Linked DNA regions of Mus musculus: region 2 is linked to region 1. The links are chromatin contacts, called in public HiChIP or PLAC-seq maps. All regions are on one chromosome and are shown on one strand. Each heading gives the region's core, a stretch centred on a gene start, on an enhancer-like site or on the middle of the called end of the contact. The rest is flanking DNA. Distances are from core to core; before and after follow the strand shown.

The links. HiChIP or PLAC-seq counts read pairs in DNA pulled down with a chosen protein or histone mark.
Region 2: a contact with region 1 is called in an H3K27ac HiChIP or PLAC-seq map of embryonic stem cells, with 9 read pairs. The contact joins the promoter of Phyhd1 here to the enhancer-like site in region 1. A contact is called at or near these places in 1 of 39 promoter capture datasets (macrophages), 1 of 484 Hi-C or Micro-C datasets (nephron progenitors), 1 of 115 datasets of contacts at active chromatin or transcription factors (embryonic stem cells) and 3 of 9 other capture datasets (adipose tissue, liver and pancreatic islet).

What each region holds. Positions count from the first base shown.
Region 1 is chr2:30,335,439-30,338,483 of GRCm38.p6, forward strand. Nup188 (nucleoporin 188) reads left to right here. Exons shown (of 44, transcript NM_198304.3): 31 at 886-963; 32 at 1,204-1,289; 33 at 1,494-1,639; 34 at 1,786-1,967. Among named protein-coding and RNA genes, the nearest start is that of Sh3glb2, 22 kb to the right of the region's middle. Within about 2 kb of position 1,268, at least 21 of the 459 cell types and tissues checked have an H3K27ac peak or open chromatin away from gene starts, as enhancers often do. A contact at or near this core is called in embryonic stem cells, where this site is marked.
Region 2 is chr2:30,265,506-30,268,723 of GRCm38.p6, forward strand. Phyhd1 (phytanoyl-CoA dioxygenase domain containing 1) reads left to right here and starts at 1,314. Exons shown (of 11, transcript NM_001252570.1): 1 at 1,314-1,436. The coding sequence starts at 1,404.

The DNA.
Region 1 (3,045 bases), core at 18-2,517:
ATTTTGAGGGTTTGTTCTTAGTCTTACAGTAACTCATTCTGATGGGTTAACTTGATATCCCTGGGAGGTCCATTCTTTTCTTTTTTAATGGAAATGTAGGAAGGGGACTGGGAGGAGTGAAGGGAGGGGAAACTGCTGTTTGACTCAAAGTGTCAGAGAAGGGGTGGGGAGGCTGGGAGGGGTGTTAACTGTGGTGGCAGAGGCAGCTGGATCTTTGAGTTTGAGGCCTAGCCTGGTCTACAAAGTCAGTTACTAGACAGCCAGGCTACACAGAGACACTGTGTATTGAGAGAGGGGTGGGGGCAGATAAGGGCTTGAGGTCAGTTGTAAACTCGCAGATGAAACTGTAAGGGGGTTGTACTTGATGATAATGGCAAGGACGATGATGTGATAGCTAACACATGACATAAGAGTAGCCATGGTGGCCTCTGAGAAGTAATGCCAGACACCTGAGTATGTAAGATGCCTTGGGCAGAGAGCATGTCGGCATGAAGTCTAGGCAGATGAGACTGCAGGCGTTGAGTGCAGGAGAAAGCACTTGGTATGTTCAGAGCCATCGATGAGTGGGTGTGGTTATTAGCACATGCTAACAGGGAAGCTGGAGCACAGAGGACCATGGGTTAGCCACAGCCTGCATAACAACATGGTGAGACCACTTTCAAAGAAACGAAAAGGAGGAGGTTGTAGGGAGGGCTGGGCTAGAGGGAGCCCAGGTGGGGCTGAAGGTCCTACAGCAGGTGACCTTCTTGTCCCTGGGAAGCCTGAGCAGAATGCGGAGCACAGGAAGGATGGATGGAGTTCCGATTGGGAATGGCCTCATGAAGCCCTTCACTTCTTGGTTCTTAAAGTCTGTCTTGAGCATAATCCTTCTCCCGCCCATTGCAGGCAGACGTCATGCACTTGACTGACATGGCAGTGCGGCGCCAGCTGTTTCTTGATGTGCTTGATGGGACCAAAGCATTAGTAAGTATGCCCGGGAGTTCCCCTTTCCTGAAGGTCACACAGGGAGCTCTCAGTGCTCAAAGGGCGGTCAGTCAGTGCTCAGGTGGCCTGGAGGTGAGGCTCAGTGATAAAGAGGTGCCCCAGCTCCTTGCTCCTGGGAGAAGTCAGGGTTAGGTGAGGAGGGCCTGTGTGTCTATCTGTGCAGTGGAGGCTGCTTCTAAGCAGCCAGACTCCTGACTGCTCTGCCGCTCCTCCCCTCAGCTCCTTGTGGCAGCATCTGTGAACTGCCTCCGGCTGGGCTCCATGATGTGCACCCTGCTGCTTATCCTCCTACGCCAGTGGAAGAGGTGAGTGCTGGGACGAGAGCTGGCCGCCCGAGGCTCCATCTGCCTCAGCACTGCCTGCCCACCCTTCCTCACCCAGACCGTCTAGTATACTTCACAGAAAATGGAGCAACTCGGCAGACAAGCCTGCAGTGAGGGAGACTGCCTGTGGCTTCTGAGGGGCACTGGGGACACTGAGTGAGGCATGCTGCTGCCTTGGTCTTTCAGAGAGCTGGGTGCTGTGGAGAAAATCCTTGGGCCCTTGACAGAGATCCTGGAAGGGGTGCTTCAGGCAGACCAGCAGCTCATGGAAAAGACCAAGGCCAAGGTGTTCTCTGCATTCATCACAGTGTTACAGATGAAGGAGCTGCGAGGTGAGCCCCAGCTCCAACTGGGCCGTGGGATTTTTACACCGGGAGTGCTTTATTTCCCACTACCCCTTCCCCTTCCTCTTGGTACTCTACTGCCTTTCGTCAGAATGGCCCACCTGTGTGACAGCACCCTCTCATCTGTTCTGCAGTCGGTGATATCCCCCAGTACTCCCAGCTGGTGCTGAACGTCTGTGAGACTCTCCAAGAAGAGGTGATTGCACTCTTTGATCAGACCCGCCACAGCCTGGCATCCGACAGCGCTGCCGAGGACAAGGACAGCATGGAGACAGATGACTGCCCTCGGCCCCGGCACAAGGACCAGCGTGATGGGGTGAGGGGACATCAGCAGGCTGTCTGACAGCACACAGGCTGTACTCAAGGCTGCCACCACCCTGGGGGAGGACGGGAAGGTGGGAGCCTGTGGGCGCAGGCTTTGAGGGAAGCCCTGGGAGAGGCATGGCTCTCAGCCATTTCAGCAGAGCTAGTCAGGCAGGCATCGTGTGCCGGGAAGATCGGGTGGACCGTGGAAGGTGTGAGCAGCTTCAGGTCAGCATCTGCTGTGTTCTGATCCCTGGTTGGTGTGAGCAGAGTGAGGGCAGGGGTGGGCTAGAGAGGGTTGCTTTATAGGGCAGGCATGGGCTCTTTAACCTAAGGGCTCACTCTAGAAGAGATAATGGATACACTATAGAACAGTCTTTTCTCTGGTGAGGGCAGGACTTAAGACAGGGTTTCTCTGTGTAACAGCCCTGGCTGTCCTTTGTAGACCAGGCTGACTTAAAACCTATAGAGATCTGCTGCCCTCTTGCCTCTGCCTCTGTTTCCTCCACCCAAAAGCTGGGATTAAAGGCATGCTCTACTATGCCTGACTAGAGCAATGTTTTCTACTACCAGCCTTTTCCTTTTTATTTATTTTTTATTTATTTATTTTTTTTTAGAGGTAGTCCTACTTTGTAGCCCAGGCTAGCCTCTAACTTCCTGCCTATTCTAAAAAGAATTTCGGGTATGTTTTGTATGATGTGAAAGCAAGTACTATTAGTGGGAAACAATAAGTACGTTTATGCTGGGGCATAGTCTTATTAAGTGTCTTGGTATGAATTGTAGTCACATAGAAGTGCATATTGTCTTCCTCTGTCGGTCTCTACTAACTCCTCTGAAGTAGAGTCTCTTCCTGAACCTGGGGCTCATGGCTTCTCAGGCACACTAGGACCTAGTAAGTCTACTGATTCTCAGCATGCCTCAGACCTGGGAATACAGGCATACGTAGATCTGCCTTGTTATGTGGGTACTAGCACCAAAGTCCAGTCCTCGGGCTTAATGTTTATGTATCTAAGTGTTTTGTGTGTGTGTGTGTGTGTGTGTGTGTGTGTGTGTGTGTGTGTGTGTGTGCATGCCTGGTGCCTCCAGAGGCC
Region 2 (3,218 bases), core at 64-2,563, 70 kb before region 1:
CCCTACCTTCAAGAACAACTTAGAAAATTTGGAGAAACTGAAGAAATAAGTTTTATTTCCACCCACTCATGCTCACCCTGTAGCATTGGGTGAAGCAGTGGGAAGGCACTTCCTAGATGCTAATCCCAGGCTGCTTATCAGCAGTGAGTAGTACTTGCTGTTCACCCTGGCCTGTTAGACACCCACTGCAGAGAAAGTAAAGGACCACCTGTCTGGCTGAGCCTCCCCCCCCCCCCTGGTTTGGTGAGGTCCCCAGGCCATTGCTGGCTCAGCAGCGGGGGCCTTCTCTGCTCTTTGTTCCTGGAACTTGGTAGAGTGTCTGTTTTTGCTCAGCGGTTGCATCAGAAAGGACAAGTTCTGCCTGCCCTGCCTTGTGACTTTCCCGGGTCTGTCTCCAAGCCTTCTCCAGCCTGACCCGAGAGAATTTCCATCAGCCCTAGGGGCCAGTGGCCACAGCCCTCACTGGCTCTCTTGAGGCCTGGACAGCCCAGACAAAGCAGTAGCTCCCACTGTTATGGCCCAGAAAAACACTTGGTCAGGAGCCAAGGCTCTTGACAGCTGAGCAGTATGTCCCCTTGCTGACTCCTGAGACACTCTGTCCCCTGGCTGTACAAAGCACCATTTCTGGGAAGGCCAGTGAGCAGCTTTTCAGAGCTCACTGTGGTTCTGGCCACCCTGCCACCCCACCGTAGACACCAGTCTGAGGGTCTGAGGCTGGAGAGCAGAAAACATCTCTATCTTTCCTCATCCCGAGGCCCCTGGCTCTGTTCCCCAGGACGCTCATCTGCCTTTCCTTAGCACCTCTTCATAGACTTTCTTCCAGCATCCAGAGGCTCCAGATCAAAGCTGAAGAAGCACACAAAGTTATCTTCCTAGGACCCTTTGGCCTTCACAGTCCAAAGCCACTCAGGGCCCAAGCCCTGCAGTCTAACAGATGTCCCTCTAGGGTAAACTTAGATCCTGCGACTGGGGACTTTCTAGCCTTTTCCTTCCTCGTGCTAGTGCTGACTCAAACATCCTGGCAGTCTCCTGCCAGCCCACACTAGACACACTAGTACTGCCCGGGAGTGAATTTTAGAGAAAGACTTGAGGGATCAAGCCAGCCTATGAAAGAAAACAGGTAAAAGCTAATCCTGGATTAACTGGAGGCTGGGCCAGGGCTGAGACTGGGCCCACCTCCAAGGTCAGAAATGGGGGAGGAGCAAGGGGAGGGACTGGGCCCTGGGTGGAAGGCACAGACTGGATTTGTTTGGAAGGGTGGAGCATGGGGTTGAATATTTTCTGGGTAGGTAAGAGTTAAATCCTTCTGGGCCTCAGTCACTGGTCTTTCTCCCCTCCTGAACTTTCTCCTCTCCAGCCCTGGAGCCATCGAGCTGAGCCAGCTGAGTCCTGCAGTATTCCCCATGGCCTGCCTGAGTCCCTCACAACTCAAGAAGGTAGGGGCCCGTGGTTTGGAGGGTGCAGACCTCTAGTGACCTTTGAACTACCTCTGACATTTCACAAAGGAGAGAAAGATCCCTGCATATCAACCCTAATTTCTGCGAACAAAGCCCAAGAGGGCCAGGTCACAACACCACCTCCCCAGGTGCCATCTCCCCGGTCAGATACAGTGGGGGTTGGGGCTAGGAGGTAGAGAAACCACAATTCAGATTATCTAATCCAGCTAGCCCCAGGGGCCTGTTGATGAAGGCCTGGATAGGGCAGGCCAGTAGCTAGGTCAGCTCATTATGAAAGCCTACCATACAGGGGGTGGACTACGCACACTTTAAGTTAACCACCCCCAATCTCATATGCCAGGACTGTTAATGTATTAGATCTAGCCGAGGATCTTTGTTTCAAAGTCCCTCCTGGAGCTGTGGTTGGGGCTTAGCAGTTGAGTGCTTGCTTTAGGCTCCAAGATTTGATCCCAACACTCACAACACATACAGAAACACACACCACCACCACACACACCCCACACACACACACATACCACACACACCATATGCATACCACATACACATCAAAACACATACACAAACACATCACACATATCACCACACATAAACACGGCACACTCCACAATACATAAACACACACATACAAACAGACTACACACACACCAACACACATACATATACCACTATTACCACCACCACACACACCACACATCATGCATACACAGACACTCACACCACACACACACACACCATACTCACACACACATCCCATACAAATGCACACACACATACCGCACACACTCACATACAAACACATACATATGCATGCACACACCACACACACACACTCACACACAAATGCACCCATGTGCACATACACACAGAGACACATACATAAAAGCACACACATACCACACAGACAAACACTCATCACCCAACCCACACGCACTCACACAGACCTACTCTCTTTTGACAGCTGCCACTGCTGCCACAGTTCCCAAATTTGTCTGTGACTAAATATGTAGTGGAAGTCTGTCTGTCTTTTCCTTCTGTCTCACAGGCTATCTTTTGAGGGACAAAGCCCCATGTCAGTATTTTTTTGTACAGTTTGTGCTGAACTTTTGTTCAGTTTTTATGATTTCAAGCATGGAGGGCCTCCCTGTGTTAACCCTGAGTGATGGTTTGTTGCTCTGGCCTAGAACTCAGTCTGTAGAGCAGACTGCCCTTCAGCTCACAGAGCTCTGTCTGCCTCTGCTTCCTAAGTGCTGGGGTTAAAGGCATGGGCCACCATGCCTGGCCACGCTTACATCCTTGCTTTCTGTCCCTTACTGTGTTGGTTCTGTTTGTTTTCAGTGCTGGGAACAGGAGCCAGTCCTTGTACATGCTAGCAAGCAGTCAGCTTCTGAGAGGCGACCCAGTCACACACGTAATGTGCCTCAGCACCTTAGGCTAGCCTCAGAATAAAGAGACTTGGGGCAAAGTCAGAATCAGGCATCTGTGTTCACAGCCCCTAGCCTTCCCCACACTCACTCAGGAGAAAGAAAGCCAGCAAGGTCCTGCGACTGGGGACTTTCTAGCCTTGTCCTTCCTAGTGCTGGTGCTGACTCAAGCGTCCTGGCAGTCCCCTGCCGGCCCACACTGAGTAACACAATGGAAATAAAATTTCCAATGCATGGGTTTGGGGTTACAGGACAAGCCATAGCATGGGCAAATTCACTCTCCCTTCTGTCTGCTCCCCTGGCTATCCTCCCCTCACCCTGTGCTCCAGCCCTTCCCAAT